Linked DNA regions of Rattus norvegicus: region 1 is linked to region 2. The links are chromatin contacts, called in public Hi-C maps. All regions are on one chromosome and are shown on one strand. Each heading gives the region's core, a stretch centred on a gene start, on an enhancer-like site or on the middle of the called end of the contact. The rest is flanking DNA. Distances are from core to core; before and after follow the strand shown.

The links. Hi-C and Micro-C count contacts between places; a contact is called where the count stands out from the background.
Region 1: a Hi-C map of the A7r5 cell line shows a contact between it and region 2, with 2.4 times the contacts expected there. The contact joins the promoter of Usp18 here to the enhancer-like site in region 2. A contact is called at or near these places in 5 of 12 Hi-C or Micro-C datasets (the A7r5 cell line, Schwann cells, hepatocytes and 2 more).

Annotation. Positions count from the first base shown.
Region 1 is chr4:156,141,116-156,147,897 of GRCr8, forward strand. It overlaps Usp18 (ubiquitin specific peptidase 18), which reads left to right and starts at 2,711. Exons shown (of 11, transcript NM_001014058.2): 1 at 2,711-2,809. It overlaps LOC120102509 (a long non-coding RNA gene), which reads right to left and starts at 2,577. Exons shown (of 4, transcript XR_010065920.1): 1 at 2,331-2,577.
Region 2 is chr4:156,101,384-156,108,265 of GRCr8, forward strand. No RefSeq gene overlaps it. Among named protein-coding and RNA genes, the nearest start is that of Tuba8, 7.4 kb to the right of the region's middle. Within about 2 kb of position 5,593, at least 2 of the 93 cell types and tissues checked have an H3K27ac peak or open chromatin away from gene starts, as enhancers often do. A contact at or near this core is called in the A7r5 cell line, where this site is marked.

The sequences.
Region 1 (6,782 bases), core at 1,461-3,960, 37 kb after region 2:
TCTGTATACCAGGCTGACCTTTACCTTGAAGCAATCTCTCTACTTCTGCTTCTCAGGTGTTGGCATTACAGATGTGTGCCACCACCCCCAGCAAGAGGAATGCTTTCCAGATGATGTCTCTTCCCTCCCAGGCGTTACCAGTTGTTCCAATTCAGGACACGTGGCTTCTCTTCACCACCATGTCCCTGCCAGCCTGGAACTGTTCCACATACCTTGGATTTTCACGACCTCGACTAGATTAATGAAGACAGCTGGCTGATTTGCAGAACATCTGTCACTTTGGGTTACTCAGACGCTTCTTGGGGAGCAGTCAGGTCAAAGGTCAGTGACAGGAGACTAGCAGGAGGGAGCTGTGTCCCTTTCTGTTCACCATGTCTTGTTATATTCTGTTCCTTGGTGTGATTGCGACTTTGCAGACTACGATGACCTCCGCTGCCGCTGGAAGGACACTTCTTTCTGACTACTTAGTGTTTACATTACTTACATTATCTGCAGCCAGAGTGTGAAATTACATGAAGAATATTGCTGGTAACTGCTGTATACTCGAGGGAAAGTCCTTTGTCACTGTGTAAATACCTAAAACCTCCCCCTAGTCCCAGTTTACTCAGTTATTCACTTGCATTGGTAAAATCATTTTCTGACCCCCTCCCATTCTTTGAGCATTTGTCTTTTGGCAGAAAGGGGTCCCCCCTTTTGCTTTTCTTTGCCCCAATCTGGGAAGCACCATTTCCCTAAGCATCTCTGGTTTCCTTTGTTTGAGAATAATAACTAGAAGCAGTGTGCTAGACATGCCTCTGAGTGTCAGCCATCCGTGCACTCTCAGTGGGCCAAGCTAGGGGATGTGTGCACACATATACAGGCACACCTCTCTAACTGCTCACTCCAGTCCTCTACGCTCTGAGGGCCAGCCAAGCTGCATCCACTTTATGTAGGAGTGGATTCTTGAACTAGCGTAGGTTCTGACATGGATGGTGGGCAGCCCCCTCTTTGCTGTCCACCTCCAAACCCCCTTCCTGGGTTGCTGTGGGGTGCTGCTTCACAGGTAGGGATGCCTACCTCACTCAGTCTACCTCCTGGTAGACTCCCTGAACTATTCTGGAAGGTAAGGAGAAACCAGGGATAGGGGTGGGAAGAGCCCCAATAAGAGTTGCAATGGGTTCTTGCATTATCCAGGTATCTCCCGTCTAAGATTGACCTTAGTCTGTTCTGTTATGGTACAGATGCCAATCACTTGCTTCTCTGAACAAGCAGGACTCGAACAAAACAAAAGTCACCTGGCTATAAGGAGCTGTTTGCTAATCACCACTAGAAACAAATGCAGTTTGTTTCCTGGAACTCTACAGGTATAATATGTTGATCAAAAACTATCACATTTTGTAACATTCTCTTTTCAACCTCCCCCCTTCCCCAGTTTTTTATTTTCCTGGTCTTTGGAGACAACCAAGCAGACAGAAGAAGCTGGTCACACGATTGATGCGTTTGCAAATATATTGGAGACTAAATGTATTTGTCCATGATGTGTGCAAATGCCACGTCTACCTCAACTACTGATCAAGAGGCCATGTGTTGCCCTGGGCACCATACCATTTTCTATTTCCAAACATGGAAACACTGGCTTATTATCAACAACTGTGGATGGCTCATGCTAGACACACACACACACGCACACACACACACACACACACACACACACACACACACACACACACACTATAGGCAGACATACTTGCATATCTTATGTTGTAACCACAACAAAACCGAATACAGATTTCATAAAGTCCTGGTAGCTTTGGGTTAGGGGTAACTGTCTGTCACCTTTGTCCAGTGCTGGGGTTGGGGGACCACTTTCAGAACAAGCACATGTGGAAACCTCATTCCGAATAGCCCAGCAGCTAGCACATCCCCCTGTGCCTCTGCCGAGAGCCTGCACATATGAGATTCATCTGTAAGGAGCTAGCAAGCATTTCGTGTGTGTGTGTGCGCAATCTCAGAGCCTTCAAACCAGCCTCGGCTTAGGCTGTGTTTGTTCCTCGAACATCTGTACCTTCATGGCCACCTGGTGTGCTAATTGCAACGGATCTGCTATTTTCCACTAAGGGTGGGACTGGTCAGAGGTCCCGTTAGAATCTTGCTTTCAGCATTTAACAATTTGTGGCTCTGAGTAGGTCATAACCTCTTTGATAAAATAAAAATTTAACATTTTACCCTATAGAATTGGGATTAAACGTAGAGGCACAAAAGAACATTGTGTGGATAAAATTATTTTCAGTTCTTAACGATGCGTCTGGTAATTAACAGAGGTGCAGTAAATGTCATCGCTGTCTCCTTACCCTCTGGGGACAGCCTCAGCAAGGGAGTTATCTGCTGCTGGCTCTCAGAGCAGAAGGTACAGCAATTGTGGGTATTTCCAGTCTTAAAATTGAAGATAAAAAAGATCGCGTATCCGAAGTTACCGGGCCAGGTCTGGCGAGTACGCAGAGATCCCGGTGCACGCGATTGCGGGTTCCCTGGGGTAAGCACACTTGCACACGGGCTCCTCCTCCTGCAGGCCCGCCCGCCTGCCGCCTGAGTTTCGCTTTCCTTCGGATCTAGAGGAAACCGAAAGCTTGGAGGTGAGGGGGGCGTGGCCGGGCGTGCAGAGGGCTTGGCGACAGTGCCAGGGCGGGACTGAAGGCGGCTGTGCCTTGGGGACAGCAGTCACTCCAGAGTTGCGAGGCTGGGAGGTGACTTGGCTGCTCTGCTCCGCGGTGCCACGTTCTCCTCTGGAGCCCTTTGCAGATACCGCTCGGTCTTCGCTTCGGTGCTTGAGGCAAGTTTGTGGCTCTCTTTGAAACTGTGCTTTATCCGCCAGAGCTTTGCTTATGTATCTCCAGATGGTTAAGAATTTCCGCGGGCTTCGCGAATAGTGGCAATCTGTATTCCTGGTGTGTATATACTGGGCCAGTGGATTTGTTTCCTAAGCAGATATGTTATTCAGACTGTAGTGGTGACTTGTGTTTAGTTTAAAAAAGAAATCACAAAGGTGGCTTGTTAAAATTTCAAACAATGCAGACAGGTGTGTAGGGATCTTAATTTGCAGCTCAGTGTCAATTTTATGTACACTTTATCAGAAATACTTTTAATGCACATCTTTAGCAATGTTCTCTTGCTTCTCATTCTGTGCCTTTCCAGGCCGGTATGTTAACTGATGTGTTGCGTGAGAAGTGCAGGTTTATTTAAATAACTCATTACATGTGGGATGAGTCTTATTTTTCCTGGTTATAGATGGTTTATCAACAAATGTCATTTTTATGCCCTTGTGCAAATATACAGTCACACTCATGAGAAACTCCTAAAATTGACATCAGTGCACTGAGAAACTGGAACAATTTCAGTCAAATCTCCTAAGTCAGGGTATTTTCGACCTGTTCTCCGGCTTTCATCTTCTGTGAAGAAAGCGTAATATATCTTTAAGCATTAAACCAACCAACCAACCAACCAAAAAACCCCTTGAAGTCCAAGTTCGTGGTGTTTCAAAGTTGCAACTTAATTTCATACTTAACATTTAGGTAGTTTACACTTTGGCTCAAAAAGGGAGGTAAATATCCCAGAACACTTTAGAATGTTTCCTGTGAAGTGTCCTTTGTGTGCTTGGATACCGTCACCTCCTGTGTTCCTATGAACAAACTGGGCAGAAGATGGCATAGGGGGCGAGGTGTGCGGCTCCCTCCTGACTCACTGCACACTAGCAGAAGACTTTTTTAAAAAAGAGTTTTTTGCTTGTTCTCTCTCTCTCTCTCTCTCTCTCTCTCTCTCTCTGTCTCTCTCTCTCTTTCTCCTTCCTTCCTTCCTTTCCTTCTTTCCACTCTGGAAAATTGTGCTTCATGGTCTTAGCGCTTTTACGCAACATTATGTTCATAAAGGAGAAAATCACGTTGTCTCCTCGTTGAGTGCATCATGTGATTGGGCTGTGGCCAGAGCCCCAGTGGGTACTGGAAAAGTGTTTCAGCCTCTCCAGGCTGAGGATATGTCTAAGGGTAGGCTAAGAAGAACACTGATTTGTATCCCCACACGGCCCAGAGGAGCCCCAAGTACTCTGTTAGTTTGGGTTTCCTCTGGAGAGATCCGATGTTGTCCATTATATTCCCATTGTTCATAAAGTGCAAGCACATCATGAAGAATGAGGTCAAAGCCCAGACCAGTAGTTCCTACCTTTAGAAATCCCCGGGCATTTTTAGCCCTAGGTAGGCTGAATGAGGCAGGGGGATTAGAGTTTGGATGTGGTGGCTCAGCTCACACTTATAATCATGGTATTGGAGGGGCCGGGGAAGGAAGAGTTTTGCTGAGAATCTGAGGCCAGCCCAAGCTACATAGTGAGACCCTATCTAAAACAATTGTGCACAAAAGTTTGAGGTCCGTGGACTACATTACTAGGACTTGTCTCAGAAGTTTTGAAGACCGGGCAGCTTAGATATTGCTGACAACGTGAATTTCATCGGGTATTTACACCTGGGAACTGTTCTCCCCTGAGCCCCAACGAGAACGAACAGCCAGGGAGGGACTCATCACCTAGAGTTCCGGTATCACATCACTGGCCTGCTAGCTCTTTCTCTCAAGACCCTTTTGATTCTGTGGCCTACGGTGGTTATTTCCACCATCGTCCCTCCTTTGAAGGATCCAAGCCTCCTCGAGGATGGAGCCAGGCTTCTGCTTTGGAGCCAGCGTGCTTTCAGTCAGTGGGTGAGTTTGGGAATGCAGCGTCCTCTGCGCTGGGAGCTGTATGCCTGGTCCAGCCTCTTCCTGTCTGCCTACTTGCCACCTTCCTCAGTCCCATACATCGTACATCTCCATTTCCTTCCTCATGATGCGCTGTTACCTGTCTGCCCTCCCCATCACAGTCAAACTAAGCTTTGTAGACCTTCCCTGCTGCCCACACCTGGGCTGTGCATGTGCTCTGCCCAGTGAGAGAGCTGCTTCCCTCAGGCCTAAGCTAGACCCTGTCGCTTCTGTCCGTCCGTCCGTCCGTCCGTCCGTTAACTCTGGGTTCCAGATAACAAACCGACTAGTCATAAAATAAACCTCATGTATTTGTTCTGCTTCCAAAGCAGACTGACCCCAAGCAACAGCTGACCTTTCTCCAGCCTCATGCCCTCGCCTTCCCACAAAGTAGTTATCGCAACTTGATTTTTACTTTCTATTTAGAAATTTTTTTTTTAACCACACACACATATTGACAATTCTCCACTGATACTAAGTTTGAATCTACAGTAAGCAATCAAGTAATGTTTTCTGAATTTTTCTGGTGGTTTGTGGTAGTGATGTATGTGAGTGTGATGTATGTCTATGAGTATTTGTGTCTGTGCGTGTGCGTGTGCATGTGTCTGTCTATCTGTCTATGTGGATGTATGCACAAAGGCCAGAGGTCACATTCAGTGTAGTTCCTCAGTAGCTAGCTACCTTGTTTTTTGAGACAGGCTCTCTTATCGTGGAGACGACAGATGTGCACATCTGGCTTTTTTTATGTGAGTTCTGGGGGATCAAACTCAGGTCCTCATGCTTACCAAGCAAGCACTTTACAGACTGCGCTATCTCCCCAGTCCTGAGATGGGCTGTTTTGAGCAGACTCTTTATTTTTTTACTTTTGATTTACGTGCCCCAGGGTTTGCCTGCATGTGTGTGTGCACCACACAGAACAGGGCCTCGGAGGCCCTAGAGCTGGCATTCTGAGTTGCCATATGGGTCCAGGTCCTCTGCAAGCAGCAAGTGCCATTAAAGTCAGGCCGTCTCTCTAGCTCCCCCTGAGTAAATACTTGGCTTCTAAGACTCAGCCTGTTTGACATGCTGTTGCCTACCACATCCACGGATGAAGGGGCTTGTCTGTGGTTTGTGTAACCCAAGTAGTGCTGCTATGATTCTGTTTCACATGTCTCCAAGGACGACACATCGGAGAGTTCCCTTACAGGGTTTAGATGTGGTTCAGTGTCCATTTGCCCAGCATTTGAGAGGACCTAGATTCATGTCCAGCACTGTAAACAAACTAGCTAACAGAGAGAGAGAGAGAGAGAGAGAGAGAGAGAGAGAGAGAGAGAGAGAGAGAGAGAAAGAAAGAACTCTTGAGCAGGGGATGGCAGTGGGTAAAGGCATTTGTTGCCAAGCCTGACAACCTGAGTTGGATTCCTAGGGCCTATGTGGAAGGAGACAGCTGACTCTAACAGGTTGTCCTCTGACCTCCACTTGTGAGCCATGACATTCATGTCGCCTCTCTCCCTCCCTCCCTCGCTCCCTCCCTCCTTCCCTCCCTCCCTCGCTCCCTCTCTTCCCCCACCTCTCGTGTGCACGGCACGCACAGTAAGTAACTAAATAACAACAAAAAACTTTTAATCTTTAAAAATCATGTTCGAGTCCAGCAAGATGGCTCAGCCGGTAAAGGTGTGTACTGTGCAAACTTGGGGCCCCGGGTTCAATCCCCAGACAGAACCCATTCTGTTGAGCTGTCTTCTGGCTTCTGCATATATGCTGTGGCACATATCCGTTTGTGTGTGCGCACATGCAAATCACTAAAGTTTAAAAAGAAAAAAAATCCTATTTTACCTATGCCCCCCCAACACTCGACTTGGTAAAAGTTTTAAATATATATATTTTATTTTTAATCGACACACAGGAATTGTACCACTTTCTCCTGGGTGTGGTGGCATTGCTGCCTGCCATTCTGGTACTCAGGAGGCTGAGGCAAGGGTATTGAGTTTGAGGCCAGTCTTGGCTGCAGAATAACATCTTTCCTCAACACGCCCCCCACCCCCGTC
Region 2 (6,882 bases), core at 4,343-6,842:
ACCTTTACGTCCTGAGCCATCTTGCTGGCCCCCAATTTATTATCTTTATCATATATATGTATATAATAAATATGGGAAGGAACACACACACACATCTCTATATTAAGATTGTCCACTATCCTCAGTCTTAGGCACCCACTAGGGGAGAGTTTCATTTCTTTGGGTAAGATAGAGGTAGTGTGTGTGTGTGTGTGTGTATGTGCATGTGTATAGCGTGATGATCCTCCTAATAAGGTTTGTCTCAAACTGAACTCACCATGTAGCAGAGAATGACCTTGGACTCCTGGGTGTTGCACCTACTCCCAGCTGCTGGGGTTGCAGGCCTGTGCTGTGATGGCCGTCAGCTTTCTACAGTCGTCTGTTTTGTTTTTAATATAAACACTTAACCTCAGCAGCTTGCACTTGAGAGGGTCTGAGGGGTAACTGGGCATCCGCTGCTCCAAGAGAAGGGAAATGAACTTGGGAGGGCTCCACTGGGGACAGTGCCGGAGAAACCTAGCATGACCACATGGGCCCACCCTTCACCCCCGGCCAGGGTTTTGTGGCCCACTGCTGGCCTTACTGCTATGGACCCAAGATTACATCTCTCTCTTACTTTCTGGTAGCATTTTGAAACTTTTTAATACCCCTTGACCCTTTCGTCCTACCTGAGGTGGGAGTGTTAGAGTAGAGGGACACTGAAAAGTGTAAGATTGTATTTGAAGTCTTGGTTGAAAATCCAAAGAACTTAGGGGTTGGGGATTTGGCTCAGTGGTAGAGCGCTTGCCTAGCAACCACAAGGCCCTGGGTTCGGTCCCCAGCTCCGAAAAAAAGAGAAAAAAAGAAAAAAAAAAAAAAAAAGAAAAAGAAAATCCAAAGAACTTTTGTAGACTTATTTCAGTTTGAAAAAAAAAGCCACTTTAACAATAATATTAGTGTTATTTCTGTGGAGATGTTTCTTGGGTGGAGAATCAATTTGTATGGCTAAACTGTAACCAACAGTCCCCACCTTCAGAGGTGTTAGGCTCTGGGGAAAAATATTCATACTTCTTTTTCCTATATTGGTGAGAGAACCCAGGGTCTAGACCAGGATGTGGAGCTGTGCCCCAGGCTCTGCTCCAGCCCCTCCGTATTTTTTTTTTAAGATTTATTTTATTTTATTTATATGAGTACACTGTTGCTGTCTTCAGAAGAGAGCATCAGATCCCATTACAGATGGTTGTGAGCCACCATGTGGTCGCTGGGATTTGAACTCAGGACCTCTGGAAGAGCAGTCAGTGCTCTTAACCATTGAGCCATCTCTCCAGCCCCAGCCCCTCCATCTTTGCAGGAAATGTGTATCTTCCCATGCTGGCAGTACAGCATTCCTAGCTAAGCTCCATGCCTTCTCCTCCTCTGTGGGGCTATGGAAGCGGACATGTGTAGGGAGGTGGGGGTACTCTGGGGCTGTGTGTGGAGGGTATGGCCTGTGGGGGTCCTTCCCTTACCCTTTGCTCTCTCGGAGTCTAGTTTTACCTCTGTGAGTCCAACCACCACTGCCATTATTTGGAAGTTTCCCGGCTCTGTTCTGACCATCAATGTTTGCTTGACTCCGTTTCCAGCTGCAGAGAGAACTTGGACCCATGTCGTGTCTGCCATATTCCCCTTTATTCTTGTTCCTTGTTGGTTTAGTTCATTCCAACATTCTCTGTTCTTCGTTTTTCCATAGTTTACCTAACATGTAGGTACTTGATGCTCAGCTATGGTCCTCTTTCTGTGGGGCCAACGCTGTTGCCCCTACTAAAATACGTTTCCCTTTCTAGACATTTTTATTTTTGCACTTAATAATAAGTCATTCACGAGTGTAGTGGCGCACGCTTTAACCCCAGCGTTCAGGAGGTAGAGGCAAGGTGGATCTCTGAGTTTGAGGCCATCCTGGTCTACAGAGTGAGTTCCAGGACAGCCACAACATCCAGGGCTACATTCATTTCACTCAGTCAAGAGACATGTTTCGAGGAGGCTTAATAGAGTGTTCTTCCTGCCACATACTCCTTAGCTGCGTGTCACCCTGCTCAGTGTGTCAGCCACCTTTCTAAGTAATTTCCATATATTAGCAAACTGTATCTTGCAGCACATCAGTGAGGCAGGGCTGGAGATGACAGGCAGATATAGCTGGGCTCGCTTTGGCTGCTAAGGGGTGCTGGGATTGTAAACTAGGCTGACTGGCACCCGAGGTCAAATTCTTACCTTCCATTGTTGCGTCTAGAATGAAGCTAGATGTGTAAGAGGACATGTGATAAGGATGAGTTGGATGAAGTCGGATTTTGGTCTTGAGCGTCAGAGGAAGGATTAGAAGCAGCAGAAGTTGGGGAGCAACAAAGGCAGACATCAAGACTGTGGAGGTGAGAGCAGGGAGGAGGCAGCTTTTGTACTGCCCTTGCTCAGCTCACTGCCAATGGCAAAGACAGCTTGGTGGTTTCACCGAGGTACTTGGGTGGATAAGCCACCACTCCTGGTCACCACTGACCTTAGCTGGATTCCAGCAGATAAGCTGCCTCTTCCAAGAAGAGTCACTTCGTGCCTATCGTCCCCTTTGGTCCTCTTCAAAGAGTTGTCTGAGAGTCTGCTTCCTCTCCTTAGTCTAGTGCAAAGGTGGGAGCTGGCAAAATTGCCTATGCTCCCATACCTGATGCTGCCATACCTGGTCCTGGTCCCTTTTTGGCAGTGGATGCAAACGAGCCTCCTTCTGGTGAACACTCTTAGATCTGGGACATTTTGAGGATCCTAGCTGCTCTCTTTGTAGTAGTGTAGTGTCCAGTCCCTTTCATGGAGTTTATGATCTCCTAGGGAAGTGACAAAGACTTGTTTTTATAGGTACTGCAGACAGTGGCCAAAAGATATGCTTGTGTATGTGCCTGTGTGTGCACGTGTGTGTGCGTGCGCGCACGTGTGTGTGTGTGTGTGTGTGTGTGTGTGTGTATGTGTGTATTTTAGAACTTAGAGTCTTGTACATGCTAAGCACAAACTACTGCCAAGCCCCAAGGATTAGTAATTCCTTCAGAGCCTTTCTCTTTTTTTTGAAACAAGGAGTATGTGATGGTTTGTTTGTGCTTGGCCCAGGGAGTGGCAGTATTAGAAGGTGTGACCTTGTTGGAGTAGTTGTGTCACTGTGGATGTGAGCTTTAAGACCCTCATTCTAACTGCCCAGAAGCCAGTATTGTGCTAGCAGCCTTCAGATGAAGATGTAGAACTCCCAGCTCCTCCTGCACCATGCTTGCTTGGATGCTGCCATGTTCCTGCCTGGATGGTAACAGACTGAACCTCTGGACCTGTAAGCCAACCCCCATTAAATGTTTTTCTTGTAAGACTTGCCTTGGTCATGGTGTCTGTTCACAGCAGTAAAACCCCAACTAAGACAGTATATACTGAGAGGAATAAATAAATTAAAAAACCCAACAAGGTATATGCTCCATGGTGAACTTTGCTATATGAGGGAGTGGCCCTGTGAGATGGTATTGAGGAGTCTGGTTCCTGAGACCTAAATATGTGAATTGATATCTTGGTTCCCATTGTTTTTGAAAAATCATGTTTGCAGTGCCTCAGTTTCTTTAAAATGTGCAGGAGGTTATCTGAGCTGACTTTCAACATCTTGAGGGATCTAAGCTTTAGGTGCTAATTATAAGCCTAGGGTGCCTGAAGCAATTGACAAAGGAGATGGTAAGTTTTTCTTCGTCCTTTGACCTTAATGGCCTCTGCATTTCCTTCTCTGTGCTGTCTTGACTTTCAGCTCCAAGTACTCACTGTTTCCTGTTCCCTTCTAGTGAGCTACATGTGTGGTGTGTGTGGTTAACTGGTGTCATTAAAAAGTCCTTCCCACCAGAGGCCATGTTGGTGTCTGTGGTCCATCCTGCAGCCCCAGGCCGAGATGAAACCCGAGATCCATGTGGTGTATGCGGTCCGTGCTGCTGACTGCTGACTTGGTGATGTCCTGGGCTTTGCTGCCTTTGGTGTCCATGCTGATGTGAGTGGCATGTGTAGCTAAGACCCCAGGTCTGGGCAGCCACTGAGGGCCATGAGTGGATCAGGGTCTAGATATGGCAAAAGGCTACGCTGATGTCTGTGGCCCTTATTACCACTGAAGGCCATGTAGATAGATGTCTGTGGTCTGGACTGCCACCTGAAGCCATGTTGATGTCCAAGGGTCCTGCCGAGCTGGTCCTGCTCCTTTCTGGCTGCTGCTGGGAATTGAACTCAGGACCTCTGGAAGAGCAGTCAGTGCTCTTAACCGCTGAGCCATCTCTCCAGCCCCAGAGGGGGTGGTCTTAAGGTTGTCCTGAGATCTGCTCTTTCCTTGGTGGTAGCCTGGTCACAGGTGCCGTAACCATGGGGACTTGAAAAGGGGACCACTGTGTCTGTGACATTATGGCCCAAAGGTTCACCCTTTTCCAAATGCCCCTCAGACTCTGAGATATTAGGACTGGGATATTAACACTTAAGTACCAATGTACTTAAGGCGGTATGGGGTACAAACACTCATTACCGATGTCAAGTACTTGAGTCCAGGTTGTTTCATGGTAAGATACTGCTTGCTGATGGTCACAGGCCATTGGCACCTGGACGTGGAAGCTTCTTCCTAGTTCTTTGCACAAGGTAAACTCCATCTTTGGCACCCCTCACCTGGCAGCACCATTCAGTTCTAAGCCAATAGAACATGGACATGTTCTTCATGCAAGGTTTGGCTTCCCAGTTATGCGGTCACAGCCAGCATAGTTGAAGTCTCCAGGCCTCTGGCATCAGACTCTATTTTTTACCAGTTGTTTAATGAGGACTAAGAATCAACTTCTGCGGGTCTCAAATTCTTTATCTGTACAATGAAAGTAATGAAAAAATTTCTGTAGGGTGTTGGGAGAAGTAAAGGGAATAACTCACAGAAAATGTTTGCTCAACGTCAGGAAATACTACACAAATAAATATGAACATCACAAGGAGGCCTGTGTCCCAGCCCCTCAGAAGGGTGAGGCTGGTGGACCCAAATCCTAGTAAGCTTAAGGTTACAGCGTATTACTCAGGTAACACTGTGACAGTGTCTCAAAAGTGAAAGCTAAAAAAGAAGCTGGGTGGTGTTGGCTCATGTCTTTAATCCCAGCACTCTGGAAGCAGATCTCTGAGTTTAAGGCTAGCCTGGTCTTCAGAGCAATTTCCAGGATACCGGGGGCTACACAGAGAAACCCTGTCTCAAAAATAAAAGGAGGAGGAGGAGGAGGAGGAGGAGGAGGAAGAAGAGAAAGGAAGGAAAGAAGAAAAAAGAAAGAAAGAAAGAAAGAGAAAGAAAGGAAGGAAAGAAAGAAAGGAAGAGAAAGAAAGGAAGGAAGGAAAGAAAGAAAGAACAAGGACTGAGGCTACAATGGTTGTAGGGTGCTTGTCTAGCCTATACAAGGCTCGAGGCTCAGTCTTCACTACCACAAACACAAATATATATATATATATATATGTATATATTCATATTCATTCTGTGTAGACTAACTTTTCCTGTTTATTCTGTAGATGTTATCTCCTATTCAAATGGGTATGGCTCAACTTTCAGGCCGTTGCAATCGTTCCAGTGATGTGAACTCACTCTGTAGACAAGCATACCAGAACTATGTATGTCAGACCTGCGGGCCAGACTGCAGTGGAGGCTGAGGCATTCCCTTCAGGAGGCTTTTCAAACGCGCTATGGGTGGCTGCTTTCTCACAAACGGTCTCTGTTTGCAGAAAGGGGATTTTTTTTTTTAGTTGTAAGTAATAAGGATAACATGTTTAATTTTGTTAATTATAAAATTGCAAATAAATATTAACAGTACAGAAGCCATGAGGCATTTTACATAGATGCCATTAATTTTTACATTATAGTCCATTTGTGGTATATGACATTTGTAAATACTTAACTTTCTCATTTGTTTTAAAAAATGGTTTTTCCTCTTCAGTGTTTATGCCCCTGCTGTTTCAACAGGACTTCCTTTCAAGTCCAGATCTTTTTTTTTAAAATTTATTTTTATTTATATGAGCACACAGCAGCTGTCTTCAAACACACCAGAAAAATGCATTGGATCTCATCACAGATGGTTGTGAGCCACCATGTGGTTGCTGGGAATTGAACTCAGGACCTCTGGAAGAGCAGTCAGTGCTCTTAACCGCTGAGCCATCTCTCCAGCCCCAAGTCCAGATCCTTTATTTTCTTTCTTTTTTAAAAAAATTTTTATTAGATATATTTCTTTACTTACATTTCAAATGTTATTCCCCTTCCCGGTTTCCTGTCCATAAGCCCCCATTCCTTCCCCTCCCCCAACCCCATATGGGTGTTCCCCCTATACATCCCCCTTACTGCCCCCCCCCCATATTCTCCTGCACTGGGGGTCCAACCTTGGCAGGACCAAGGGCTTCCCCTTCTACTGGTGCCCCAACAAGGCTGTTCTCTGCTACATATGCAGTTGGAGCCCTGGGTCAGTCCATGTATAGTCCAGAAAGGGGATCTTATTAGGTTTCTCCAAGGAATGGAAATGTTTTTATTTACTTATCGATCTAGACATAGATAAAAGAGATTTATTTCATTTACATAAGGCGAACTGGGGCTCAAACCCAGAACCTTGCACCTTGTAGGGTGATGCTGGACCATCAAGCCACACCCCCAACTCTGATGAGATTGATCAGAAAGATTGGTGCATGCTGTTATGGTGGCTAAAGTGCTAAGTTGTGCTGTAGACCAAGGAGAGTCCATGCTGTCAGTTCTAATCCAAGTGCAAGAAAGCAGAGAAGCTACCTTGCAACTTAAGCTTTGTACTCTGTTCCGTTCCTCATTCAGGCGAGCCTTTCATGTTTAGGAAGGCATCTGACTAACCTGATGTTGATTTCATTCAGAAATGCTCTCCCAGATACACCCAGATG